Regions from separate parts of the Mus musculus genome. Here region 1 is linked to region 2. Evidence: chromatin contacts called from public Micro-C data. All regions are on one chromosome and are shown on one strand. The core of a region is the stretch at or near the end of the contact, and the rest is flanking DNA. Distances in the headings are between cores, read along the strand shown. Region 1 overlaps Sgsm1 (small G protein signaling modulator 1). Region 2 holds the start of Tmem211 (transmembrane protein 211).

What was found. Hi-C and Micro-C count contacts between places; a contact is called where the count stands out from the background.
Region 1: a Micro-C map of trophoblast stem cells shows a contact between it and region 2, with 2.0 times the contacts expected there. The contact joins the enhancer-like site here to the promoter of Tmem211 in region 2. A contact is called at or near these places in 2 of 39 promoter capture datasets (hippocampal neurons and macrophages), 16 of 484 Hi-C or Micro-C datasets (the N1E-115 cell line, embryonic stem cells, reprogramming fibroblasts and 3 more), 5 of 115 datasets of contacts at active chromatin or transcription factors (all in embryonic stem cells) and 1 of 9 other capture datasets (pancreatic islet).

The regions. Positions count from the first base shown.
Region 1 is chr5:113,265,877-113,273,032 of GRCm38.p6, reverse strand. Sgsm1 (small G protein signaling modulator 1) reads left to right here. Exons shown (of 25, transcript NM_172718.3): 16 at 4,204-4,332; 17 at 6,564-6,746; 18 at 7,086-7,154. Among named protein-coding and RNA genes, the nearest start is that of Sgsm1, 41 kb to the left of the region's middle. Within about 2 kb of position 4,177, at least 6 of the 459 cell types and tissues checked have an H3K27ac peak or open chromatin away from gene starts, as enhancers often do. A contact at or near this core is called in trophoblast stem cells, where this site is marked.
Region 2 is chr5:113,225,188-113,232,014 of GRCm38.p6, reverse strand. It overlaps Tmem211 (transmembrane protein 211), which reads right to left and starts at 5,106. Exons shown (of 5, transcript NM_001033428.2): 1 at 5,014-5,106; 2 at 1,111-1,253.

The DNA of each region.
Region 1 (7,156 bases), core at 2,928-5,427, 42 kb before region 2:
GGACATGGTGGCACATACCTGTCATTGCAGTGTTCACAAAGCTGAGGCAAAGGGATTGTGGGTTTGAGGCGAGCCTAAGACACTTTGTGAGTTCCAGGATAGCCTCAGTTACGTAGCATAATGTTTTGATTAAGTCACTGATTATGTGTTGGACCAAGTTCATACCTACTTTGGGATGCATGTAGGCTGTGGCCTTGGCACCTGCTCTGACCCTGTCCATCTGACTCAGGCTACAGTCTGGGCACCTGCCCCAGCGCTGTCAGTCACCCTGCCTGTACCCTTGGTTTTGTTGCTGTATCTATAGCTACAAAGGTATGTGGATTTATATGCAACAAAGTTTCTCTCCTGTTGCTGTATCTATAGCTTCAAAGCTTTGTGGATTTATATGCAACAAAGTTTCTCTCCTGTTGCAGTTATAATCCCCCTCCCCCCAAGCAATTTAAAGGTGTAAGGGCTTATTTTAGCTCACAGTTAGTCAAGGTACAGGAGCATGGGACAGCTGGTCATCTCATCCACTGCTGTGAAGAAAGAGGGAAGTGGGGCACTGGTGGCACATGCCTTTAGTCCCAGCACCTGGGAGGCAGAGGCAGGCAGATTTCTGTGAGTTCAAGTCCAGCCTGTTCTACACAGTGAGTTCTGAGACAGCCAGAGCGACAAAGGGAGACCCTGTCTCAAAAACAAACAAACAAACAAACAAAAAGACATAGAAGTTATATATCATATACTTCATCAGGATTTTTAATCAATACATCTACAAATACACAGAGATATTTATGCCTGTGTATTATTATATAGATCTTATATATTTCTGTGTTTATTATATATACACAGAGTTTCTAAACTTATGTATCATGTCTTTGGTCTCTTGTTTATAGCTATAGAGTGATAGGAATATATTTGTATCCACCTCATCTATATTTCTTTTTAATTTTTATTTTAAAAACATTTATTTTATTTTATTTATTTTTTGGTTTTTTGAGACAGGGTTTCTCTGTGTAGCCCTGGCTGTCCTGGAACTCACTTTGTAGACCAGGCTGGCCTTGAACTCAGAAATCCGCCTGCCTCTGCCTCCTGTGTGCTGGGATTAAAGGCGTGCGCCTCCTGGCTTCCTTTTTGCTCTTTTTAAAAAGAATTCTTTTCCGGTAGTGCAGCGGCAGCACTAGCGCACGCCCTTCTATACCCCTGGCATTTTGATTTTTCGAATGAGTTCCTAGAAGTTGATTGTAGTGTAATAAAACCTGAAATAGATAAGCCAGAGTACTCTCTCTGCCTCCCACGGGCACAGCGTGAGCCTGCTAGTTCATGGGGAGCTACAGGCCCAACTGGCTTCTAGGCTCTGCTCCAGATCTGCATCTCTGGGAGAAGAGCCCACGTCTGTTTCTGAAGTCCCCGGAGTGCTTCCGTGATCCAGTTTGGGAGATACCAGTTTAAGGTCAAATTGGGTGAAACAGTGGATGAGCCAGAATTACTTGATGAACACTCCCTCCCCCGTCTGGTGTAGTCCTTTCTTAAGGCTTAGCTGCCTTCTTGTGCTGTACACTGAATCCCAGAAACTGTCCCCGCTGCCTTGTTGCCTGGAAACACTGGGTTTATTTCTCACTGGTGAGCTGTGTCAGTGGCATCCCCTTCCACTTCATGGTCCCTTGAGAAGCCGGAGAGAACCTACCAACTTCCTCCTAGTCCCAGACCTGCAAATAGTATCCATTACTTCTCACACCCAACTGGCCAAAAAAAAAAACGGTCATGTGACCACACGTGAATGCAAAGGAGTCTGGGAAATGTAGTCCCGTGGCTCCAGGAGTCCTGGAAATAGCTTTTCTATTTTTAATATCATCTCCTCTCTTGTCACTCCAGCAAATAATTGTAGCTATGGCATTTACAAGAAACAGGACCCAAGATCATAAACAAAACAGGAAATGTTAAAATTTAACATAGCATTGTCTTACAGTTCAGGGACTGGAGAGATGGCTCAGTGGTTAAGAGCGCTTGCTTTTCCCAACACCCACATCAGACAATTCACCGTAGCATGCGACTCCAGTTCCAGGGCATCTCCTACCATCATTTGGCCTCTGAAGGGATCAGGCATACACATAGTATCATATCAAATAAATACACATACATACATATGTTATAATGCATATATGTAACACACGTTATACATACATGTAACATACATACATTATACATGCATACATACATTATACATACATATATGCATACATAGGTCTAAGTTTTGTATCTATAAAGTAAAAATATGTCAAATCAACAACTTAACCTTCTATCATAGGAACCGGAAGTGGTGCGTGGGGCAGCATACTGAACCTGAAGCAGACAGACAGGAGGAAAGATAGTGATCAGAAAAGAATTAGAACACACAGAGAATGGAGATAAGAAACTCAAAGCTGGCTCTTAGGGAAGGCCAGCAAAGCTGGGAAACCCCTTATTAGAAGCACAGGTGTGTAGAGGGTACACAGGTGACCAGTCAGAAGCCAATGAGGGGACACCACTACAGACTCCACAGGCAAAGGAATGGATTGGACATGTGAACGCCATAGAAATGTATGTACCAGCAAACTGACAACAGAACTCACAAACCCCTAGAGACTCACACTAAAAAAGGAATTAGAAACTTCAGAGGAGTCATTTTATAACTCATAAATTAAAGCCAAGGAGGCTAGAGAGATGGCTCAGTGGTTAAAAGCACTGGCTGCTCTATCAGAGGACCTGGGTTCAATGCTGGCTCACAGCCTGCTGTAACTCCAGCTCCAGGGGCCTCGGCTCCCTCTTCTGGCCTCTGTGGGCACTGCAGGCACATGGTGCAGAACACTCGTGCACATAAAATAAAAACCAAGGGAAACAGTGGACATCCAAGTGACTCCAGAGAGCGCCCTCCCCCCAACCCCTTGAAGAAAGGAAGTCTTTCTGATGAGGACTTTGCATTTGTGCCACAGCCAGGTTTTCTGATTTCTAAAGACTCTGACATTATCTACCTAAGTGGTCAGAGTTCCCATGGCAACCCAAGGAAGGCTATACTGTAGCTGCGGCTTCGCCCGGTGGATTTTCTTGAAGCAACAAAGCTAAGCCCGAACTAGAGAAAGCCCTAAGCTACCCTGCTGTGCCGAACACTGGGTGTCAGAAGAAGCTTCTGAAAATGCTCACTTTGAATTCTTTTGCTTTAGAGTCATTTTCTTCATGCTGACTAGAGATGAGATTGCATTTGTTAATTAAATGGGATTGCTAGTACATTAGGCACAGCCTTGGGCACATGCTCCCCCCCCAATTATCCCCCTCTAATCCTCTCCCTCCCTCCCTTTTCTCTCCTCTTCTTCCTCTCCCTTCTTCCTCTTCTCCCTCTTAACTCACCTATTCTTTTTTGTTTTGTTGTTGTTGTTGTTTTTACCTCATCATGAGATAAGGTCTCATGTAGCCCAGGCTAGCCTCAAACTCTCTGTGTAGTTAGGGATGACCTTGACCTGCGCTGAGTGCTTGAATTGCAGCATGGTCCTTCACACCTGCTATCCTATATCATCCCTGGTCACATCTTTATCTTTTTCCCCACTTCACACTTTGCCCCCCCCCCACCACCACCACACACACACATCAGTCCTCACACCTGAGCCGGTCGCCCTTACAACTCCCTGTGTGGTTCCCTAGGAAGTAATGTCTCTCTCTCTCTCTCTCTCTCTCTCTCTCTCTCTCTCTCTCTCACACACACACACACACACACACACACAGATGTAGTTGGGTGGGTTGGGTTGTTAGCTCCTCGTGTGATATCAGAGTTAATTACAGGTCCCTGTAGTATGTTCTCTCTCTGTTACTGTAACAAGTTCCCAGACCCAGAAGCTTATAAAGAAAAGATGTTTATCATGGCTCTCATTGTGGAGATCAGAAGGCCCTGTGGCTGTGGTCCTTCGGCAACACAGGACAAATTGGCAGGAAAACATGGCAAAAGAGCAAAACAGAAAGGCTTACTGTGGGGCTGAGCCACCATCCTCCACTGTGACCTAAACCTATGTGGGCTTCTCCTCTGCAGAGCCCCACCAGCTTCCAATAGTACCAAACTAGGGATCAAGTCATTAACACAAGCATTTTGGGGGAATGTTCCAGACACAAAAGTTATGGCTTTGCTCATTCATGACTCACAGGCCACTCTGGCTTCCTGTTGACCAGACCTTTTGCCCTCTGACCCCTCCCCCATAGACCTACCCGGAGCAGGAGCTGCTGCGTCTCATCTACTATGGAGGTGTCCAGCCTGAGATCCGCAGGGCAGTGTGGCCCTTCCTCCTCGGCCACTACCAGTTTGGGATGACAGAGATGGAGAGGAAAGAGGTTAGTTACCTGTAAGGACAATGAAAGTTCCAGGGTGCTGTGGAGCTGAGAACTAGACAGCTGGGTGCTGTGAGGCTGGGAACTGTGCCCTTGGGTACTGTGTAGCCAGGCACCATGCAGCTGGTATTATGAAGATGGGTACTGGACAGCTGGACACTGTGCAGCTGGGTGCTGTGCAGCTGTGCACTATACAGCTGGGCTCTGTGCACCTGGGTACTGGGGAGTTGAGCACTGTATACCTGGGCACTGTGTAGCTAGCTACTGTGCACCTGTGCACTATGTACCTGGGTACTGGGCAGCTGTATACTGTGCAGCTGGGCACTGGGGAGCTGGATCCTATGCACCTGGATACTGGGCAGCTGGGCCCTGTGCACCTGGGTACTGGGCAGCTGAGCTCTGGGTACAGTAGAGCCCTGGTTGCCTGTTACAGTCTTGTTGGTGAGTGACACAGTGAAGAAACAGGAACATGGAGGAAAAAAGCTATTTGGTGGAAATACAACATGAGAGAATTTTCAAACAAGCCGACCTCCTGTTTTGAGGTCATGTAGACTCCCGTGCCTTGTAGGAAGCATTGCAGAGACCTGTGTGACCTTTACTCAGTTTCCCTATGGTGACCTCCAACAGAACTGTGATGTCCTATGCTGTCATAGTTCACTGATGCTGGTACAGCATCCCACCCCACTCAGGCTCCTCCATCCTCCTGTGTGTGTGTGTATGTGTGTGTGTCTCCACATATGCATGCTGGTGTTTGTGTACATGTATACACACTGGTATGTGTGTCTGTGTGTATACAACGGTGTGTATGTACTTATTTTCTTATGTATCAAGACTTGTGCATTGCTGGTGCCTTAAGAATCCTCACCTTGGTCAGGTGTTGTTGTGTCTGGCCAGTAGATCACAACCTGGGTTCTAGCCTGGAAAGGCATTTTGGAAACCTGGAAGAGAAGAGGGGCTAGGTGGCGAGAGAAAGAAATGTAGCTAAGACAGGCATTCTGATCAAAGCTCAATTTTACTGTTCTGCACGCAGATATAAAGCAGGGGAAGGGGCCCGATTCCTGCCAATTAATCTTGGGGTCCAATAGCAGGGTGAACAGCAAAGCGGCAGGTTCCAGCAGTGGGCATGGCAGAACGATTGAGGCTGCAAGCTCCACCCCTGAGCAAGCAGGTTTCAGGCTGGGGGAGGGAGACTACAAGGTGTGATGGCACACACCTTTTATCCCAGCACTCTGGAAGCAGAGGCAGGTGGAGCTTTGTGAGTTCATGGCCAGCCTAGTCCACAAAGTGAGTCCAGGACAGCCAGGCTGTTACAGAAAGAAAGTGTATCTCGACAAACCATAAAAGAAACAAACAAAAAGAATCCTCACTGGTCCCTCTGTAGCCACGCCCACCTCCATCCTGCCATCATCCCCCGGGTTCCTCCTCCCGTCTTCCATTTCCAGAATCTTCTCACATCTAGAATGTTGTATAAACAGAGTTCTGTAGTGTGGAAACTTTGGGTATTGACTTTTAAATTCAGTACAATCTCTAGATCCATCCAAATTGTTCTACTGCTGCCTGTTTCCTTTTAGTGAGTTAACACTTACCCTGGGCATACACCAAGGTTTTGCTGATAGGTAGCTGGGCGATGCTATGAACCTTTATTTATTTACCCTTTTGGGCTGAGAACAGCTAACTACAGCTGACATCCAATGCAGGCTTTCTGTGTTGAGGAAATGCCTGGTAGTGAGATTACCGGGTCATACTGGTGGAGGCAGGTTCAGTCTTGAAGAAAACATTCTGGTAATCTGATATTGCCCTCACCTGATGGATGGGTGGGTGGGTTGGTGGGTGAACTGGTGGGTGAGTGGGTGGGGGGATAGGTAGCAGGATTTTGCTTATCTGGTAAAGTATATGCCTGACTTGGTTCCTGGGAAGATATAGTTACTTATCAAAAGAAACGAATGAGAAAATGGAGTAAATAAATAATAAGCGAATGTGGAAACGGATTGCATAATTAATAGATAAAGAATGAGGAAATAGAGAAAGTATGCAAACAAACTTTGATTGTGGGAGTGAATGAATTACTGAGGAGGGAGCTGAGGGGGAAGGAAGGTGGAGGCAAACTAGCCTTGCTCTGTAGTATTCTGGGCATGGACATCATCCAGCAACGTCAAGTGCCATTGACATTAAATGCAGACAGGCCAGAGCCTAGGGTGTTCAGCACCGCCTGTGCCCTTCACACGTGCCCACAGGTAGACGAACAGATCCATGCCTGCTACGCACAAACCATGTCGGAGTGGCTGGGCTGTGAAGCTATCGTGAGACAGAGGGAGCGGGAGTCCCACGCGGCTGCCCTGGCCAAGTGCTCTTCAGGAGCCAGCCTGGACAGCCACCTTCACCGGATGCTGCACCGGGACTCCACCATCAGCAATGAGGTAAAGGACAGCTGGCCTGAGGGAAATGCTGATGGGAGGGGCCAGGGTCTTGGGACAGCCGCACCTTCAGCTTTTGAGGGGAGGAAGAGCTTTAGAATCAGATATAGATTCAAGTTGCACCCAGAGAATCTTGCCAGTGCCTTTCCTCTGGGCTCTGCTCTTGCATCTGTACTGCGGGCGTGGTGGAGGTCTGGGGATAGCCCTGAGAAGACAGCATGTATCAGGTTTCACTGCTGCATCTGTCAAGAGAAGGAATGGAACCAGGTTTCCTGGATTCCCAGCCCAGAAACCCTTTTTGTGACCTTCTGTCTTTGCCTGTCTGGTTCCTGTCTATCTCAGTCATCCCAGAGCTGCAGCTCAGGCCGCCAGAACCTCCGACTGCAGAGCGACTCCAGCAGCAGCACACAGGT
Region 2 (6,827 bases), core at 3,857-6,356:
TGCAGAAAAATCTGCCCAGTAGGGTAGACTAATGCCCAAAAATCATTAGACTAACTCTTCTCTATGACAGAAGAAGGCATATCAGCAATAAAAATCAATCCTGACTTGAGATTTCCGATGGCCTTGCAACTCAGAATTTTACCCATTACAGACCATACAAAAACAGTGGGGCATCTCTAGGAAAGTTATCTGCTAGCCTTAACCTTTCCTAGATGGCTCCTGACAATATGGACCCATGACCCCTTGGCATTGTCTCAGGCCACTTTCTGTTGCTATAACACAATACTGCAGACTAAGTCATTTATAAAGAAAAAAAGCTCATCTGGGTTCATGGTGATGGGAGACTGAGAAGACCAGGAGCACTGAGGAGCATCTGCTCGGCATCCAGCAAGATGTCTAGTCTTTGCTCCCCATCTCTTTCTCCCCCTTCTTGCCCAGTGTTTCATGGTGGGCATGAATGAACATGATGGCACATGCATACAGAGACCAGAGGTCAACCTCAGGTGTGGTTCATCAGGAGCCTCCACATTGTTCCTTGAGGCAGGGTCTCTCATTGGGACCTGGTGCTTGTTCATTAGGCTGACTGACTATTGAGCCCCACTCCTTTCTCCTCGGTGCTGGGATTACAGGCATGCACTACGCTTGGCTTTTGTCTGTTTGGTTTTTGAGACAGGGTCTGACTATCCTGGGCTCTGTAGCCTCAACTCAGTGATGGTCCTGTCTCTGTCCTTGAATGCTGGGAATAAAGGTCAGCGCCTACACTCAGCACCTCCTGGGTGTTTTACATGGGGTCTGGTGGGGGGGGGGGTAACCCATGTCCTTAGGCTTGTAATGCAAGCACTTCCTGACTGAACATCTCCCCAACCCTCTTCTCCTCTTCTTACAAAGCCATTAACCATCTTAGGGACCCACCCTCCCGACCACATCTATCCTACCACCTTGACCTCCCAAAGGCCTCACCTCCAGACACCATCAACACAGGAATCTGAGTGTTAAATTTCCATCAAGGATCTTTGAGGGGCATATCCCTGTCATGACAGGCAATCAAGACCAGTTTTCTAAAGATTAAATTGAAAACCAAAAAGCAAGGGGTTTAATGCAGAGTCTTACCTAAATAACAATGGATGCACTTCTGTCAGGCTGGAAGGAGTGCCCACTTGTTCTGGTGCTGGAGGAGGTAGCAGAGGCCTGCTTGAGCTGTCTCTGGGGGTCCCCAACAATGGCGAATGGCCTGGAGCTGCTGTGGCAGGAGTCTGGGGTTCTGAAACATCTGTCAGCAACTTAAACGTGGCAAGGAACCCCACCCCTCACCTGGGATCCTGGGCAAGATGGTCCTGTTTCTCCATGTTTATAAGGAGCACCGAAATCCCAGCATTAGGCATGGCACACAGCAGCCAGGCTAGGGGATGTGCCTCTAGCTAGGCAGGTAGAGGTGGGTGGAAAAAGAAGGCATGGTCAAGTGGAGGGAGCTTTTCACTCTGAGATTAGAAATCTCTCTGAGGCTGTTAGGCAGTACGTGAGGAGTCATCCCTTGGGTGACAAAGGACTTGGTTTTGCCCTTTCACCAGAACCCACACCTCCCATGGGTCAGCTGATCTCAGGGGTGTAATTCTAGGCCAGGAGACTATGGAATGGAGCCCCACGGCCCCGCCCTCCACTGTCCTGGGCTGCTCCAGTGTTTCTGAGCCTTTGAAAAGACTAGTCACCTGAGAAAATCACTGCAATGGAACAGGTGCCCAGAAAGCTAAGTGAGGCTTTATAACCCCAAAGCACATCCGGCCAGGCTCCAGTTACCGGAGTCCACCTACAGGGAGACTGAAGAAAACAGAATGGAAACTTTCTCCTCTGTCTAGTGGAGGGGCAGGGTGTCCCAGCATGCATCCCAGTAATCAAACTCAGGCCACCTGGCTCCGCAGTAAGTGCCTTTACCTGTAGAGTCATCCTGCTGGTCCCTACAGCTGAAGGAACCTGGGCTAGCAGCTGGTGAGGGACACTGTTCCATTCACAGGTGGTACAGTTGAGGCTTCTGCCTCTCAGCCTCAAGTTCTTGGAGATGTGGAGGGTTTAAGGCAGAGGCTGGGCATGCCAGTGACCACCAGTTTACCACAGTTAGGGCATCGGCAACTGTCCCACCAGCTCCAGCCAGAGAACAAAGATGGTCCAAGAGCCAAGGTCCTGCTCCCCAGGTCAGAGGGGCACAGAAGTGGCAGCTGGACAGCTACCATGTGAAGCTGTTGTATTCTTCTCTGGACTTGGACATCCTTGACCATAGATTGACTGTGTTTGGATCCCAGTCTCTCAATGGTTAAGTCCTGATCTCACAGTGACCCCCAACCTCAACAGAACACAGTAGGGAACATGACATAATCAGGGTTTTTTTTTGTTGTTGTTGTTGTTTTGTTTTGTTTGTTTGTTTTTTCGAGACAGGGTTTCTCTGTATAGCCCTGGCTGTCCTGGAATTCACTTTGTAGACCAGGCTGGCCTCGAACTCAGAAATCTGCCTGTCTCTGCCTCTCAAGTGCTGGGATTAAAGGCATGCACCACCACTGCCGGGCTCAGGGGTTTTTTTTTTTTTTTTGCTTTTTTTGTTTTTTGTTTTTTTAAAGGAACTTAGGGTCATGTAAACAAAACAGGACCTTAAGACAAATGGCCTCTATATCCACCCATCCACCCATCCATCCATCCATCCATCCACCCATCCATCATCATCATCCATCCGTCTGTCTGTCTATCTGTCTGTCTGTCTCAGTTAGGGTTTTACTGCTGTGAACAGACACCATGACCAAGGCAAGTCTTATAAGGACAACATTTAATTGGGACTGGTTTACAGGTTCAGAGGTTCAGTCCATTATCATCAAGGTGGGAGCATAGCAGCATCTAGCAGGCATGGTGCAGGAGGAGCTGAGAGTTCTACATCTGAAGGCTGCTAGCAGAATACAGACTTCCAGGCAGCTAGGATGAGGGTCTTAAAGCCCACACCCACAGTGACACACCTCCTCCAACAGGACCACACCTACTCGAACAGCGCCACACCTCCTAATAGTGCTACTCCCTGGGTGAAGCATATCAAACCATCCCACTATCTAATTATCATCTAGATGTCTATGTATTACCTACCTGTCTATCCATCTACCTGTCTATTTATCAATGTATCTATCTCTATCACTGTCTGTCTGTCTATCATCTATCTATAAGCATCTATCTCTCTATCCCTTCCTCCCACCCACTCATGTGTGTAGCTATCCTATTATCTTTCCACCCCACACCATACTAATTAAGCATCTAGTACATGCTACGGTCTATCCTGGATGCTAGGTCGACCTCATTTTTTTTTTTAAATCACCATGTGGTTGCTGGGATTTGAACTCAGGACCTTTGGAAGAGCAACTGGCGCTCTTAACCACTGAGCGATCTCTCCAGCCCTCCTGGGTGCTAGGAACTGAACACGGGTCAGGACAGCCACAGCCTCTCTCCTGTGGATCCCACCCCTGCCTGAGGAAGAGAGATGTTGAGGAACTAAATCAATATATGAAGCAGATGTGAGGCAGTGTCATAGGAAACAATGGGATAGAGAGATAATCTGTGTGGAAGGGTCTTACAAAGCCTTGTGAGAAAGCCAAGTCTGACCTAAAGGTGGAGATGGGGGAGCTGTGTGTAGGTGTGGAAAGAGCACTACAGGCTGAGTGTGGCGCAGGTGCAAAGGCCCTGAGGCCAGCACATGCAGGGCACATCAGCAGAAGCAGAGAGGCCTCTCGGGTGGTTGGAATACAGAGTGATGGGGTGGTGGAGCCCCAGCATGGACAAACAGTGGTCAAGCTGTGCAGCAACCATGGAGGTGAAAGTCAACCTGACCAGATTTGCTGAAGGTATGAGAGGGAGTGTGTGTGTGTGTGTGTGTGTGTGTGTGTGTGTGTGTGTGTGAGATATCCCCAGGGCTTTTGGCCTGGAGTCTGGACCTGAGTGATAAGAGCTGGATCAGAGAAAGCAGTGGCTGAACAGGAGGCTGTGGCACTGAACCATGTGCATGGCAGATAGATGATCAATAGATGAGAGATAGATAGATAGATAGATAGATGAGAGATAGATAGATGAGAGATAGATAGATGAGAGATACATGAGAGATAGAGGGATGATAGATAGATAATTGATAGATGATAGATAAATTGATTGATAGATGATAGATAGGTAGATGGATGATAGATAGATTAATTGATAGATGATAGGTAGGTAGATAGATGATAGATAGGTAGATAGATGATAGATGGATGATAAATTAATTGATAGATGTTAGGTAGATAGATGATAGATAGATAAATAGATACATAGATGATAGATAAATTGATTGATAGATGATAGATGATCGATAGATGATAGATGATAAATACATAGATAGATAGATGATAGATAGATAGATGATATACAGACAGACAGACAGACAAATAGACAGATAGGGGATAGATACATAGAGACAGAGATGGCCAGGCTGCCCAGGCGAGACCTGAGGTCCTTCAACACATGGTCTCTTTCACTAGTATATGCCTCAACCAGGCCTGCTGGCTCTGTCACCTGGGACAAACAATACAATGGCTCAAAGCCTCTGTTTCCCCAACTACAAGATCCCTGGCCTACAACAGGGCTGCTTGACGTTTGGAGGGATGGGTTCCTTTGAACATATGATTTTTAAACTGTGGCTGTGTTCCACATTCAAGCTTCAAACCACACAGAGACACGAGCACACGACAGTGTGTGGTTCTAGGGCTCCCAGGGCCCCTAAGCAGTGCCTGAGGCCAGCCCGGCTCCTCCCCTGATATTCCCTCATCACTTTGGGTCAGGCTTCTTCAAGGTTACCTCTACAATGTGACCTCCCCTCATCCAGCTCTGGCTTAGAAGCTCTGGCCTGGAATGTAAATCTGTGAGCTTTAAAAAGGTGTCTTCCCCTTTAAAGGTCACATTCAGGTGGGTAAGCAGAGCAGGGTCACGTGAGGCGCTGGTCCGAGAAGAGTGTGTACTCACCCGTGCAAGGTTTCCTTCCTGAAATCAATAGCTATTCACTCTGGGCTGACGGATGGGCTGGACTGAGAGGGCAACTCCAGTCTCAAATAGGATGGGAGGAGGGGATGGTTTCCTGGGTAGGAGAAGGCACCGCTAGGGGTCCCAGAGCTACTATTAAATACTGGGGTCCAAACTGGGTATCCAAGCGTCCACCCCGAGTCTCACTGGCTTCATAGGAAGCCAGTGCTGCAGGATGCGCCAGCAGAGGGCGCGCTCACTCCACCTTCTTTCCGTGGGCTAATTCCCATGGCTTCTAGCTGAGGCTTGGCCAGCTTCACCGAGCATTTCCTGTAATTGTTCCCTTCCCTTCCCTTTCTCCAAGTCTGTCTTCCCTCGCTCCTGTTGGACTGGGATCACCTTCCCAAAGACGCCCGAACACGCCCAAGTTTGCCTGGGGCTCTGTTTGCCAGACCGAGCTTCCTGCTATGTGAATGAGTTCCAGCTCCCTCCTCTGCGGGTGAGGGCTGGAGAGACATCACCTCTTGAAGGGTTGTGGCCCTCGAAGCAGAATCCCCTGGATTGGTACCCCGCTAGTTTCACTAGTATCATCTCTACTGGGGAACTCGGGGTCTCCTTTGTGGATTATCTGTCGCCCGGTAAATTTAGAAGGAAACTCTTTAGAGGAGTTTGAGAGAAAGCAGGTCAGGTGGGCTGGAGGGAGTAGCTGCCTGTAGGAGGGGGGTGGAGAGTCAGAGCTGGTCAGTTACAGGTCAGGAAAGCAGGAACAGGAGCTGGGGATGCCTGGAGCATCCATTTACCTCCAGGAGCAGGCTTCCAGGTAGGAATCCAGACAGCGGGCAGGCTCATCCAGGAGGATCTGAGCCGCAGCATGCCTGGGTGCAGTTTGGGTTATATGAGCGTGCATCTCATTAAAGGCACAGTTATTTTTCCCATCTTCGCTTAATTGTATTCTGAGCACCGTCTCACTTAGCCCAGGCATACCTTGACTTCTCTTTGACGCCGCGGATAACCCACTGCCTCCACCCTACCATGCAGCCCTGCAGCATCCCAGATGGGATCGAACCCAGGGCTGGTAACCGCTGTCCAGTGAGCCACAGACCCCTACTCTCCGCCTCAACCCCCCTCCCCGCCCCCTGCGCGCCATCATCCAACGCGTCTTCGGGTTCTGTTTTCCTACTCAGGTGATTGGCAGAGCAAGTGAGACATCGCGAGAGGATAATGGTGTCCCTGCTGTCTCAGAACCATAATTTAGATTGCGTCTCTTCCCGGCTTGGAGGTATGATTCAGGTCCCTGTCCTTTTGCCCAAAACCCCTAAAAGAATAAATTTCAATTAATTAAAGAAGAAAAAAAAAATCCATCTTCCCCTGGGCCTCAGGAAAATCAAATCTTGAGGAGAGGCCCCGGGACACTCTCCCTTTTCTACGAAATCAGTGTGTTACCATGGAAACGGGAGGCGGAGTCCAAGGATGATTCTGAGAGGGAGGGTCTGTAATAAATAGCAAGACAAAGCAACTTAGTGGAGAAAGGCTTGTTCTGGCTTCACACTTTCCTAGGGACACAACCCATCACGGCGGGGCGGGGGGTGGGGGGAGTGTGGTGGCCAAGGAGTCGGAGTCCGGCTGGGGAAGCAAAGAGTGGACAGGAAGTAGAGCCAGGCCATGAAACCCCAAGGCCTTCCTTTCCCCCAGTGACTCACTTCCTCTCCTCTCCTTCCTAGAGCAGCGATTCTCAACTTTCCTAACTCTGCGACCCTTTAACACAGTTCCTCATGCTGTGCTGACCCCCCCACCCCACCCCGGCCATAAAATTAGTT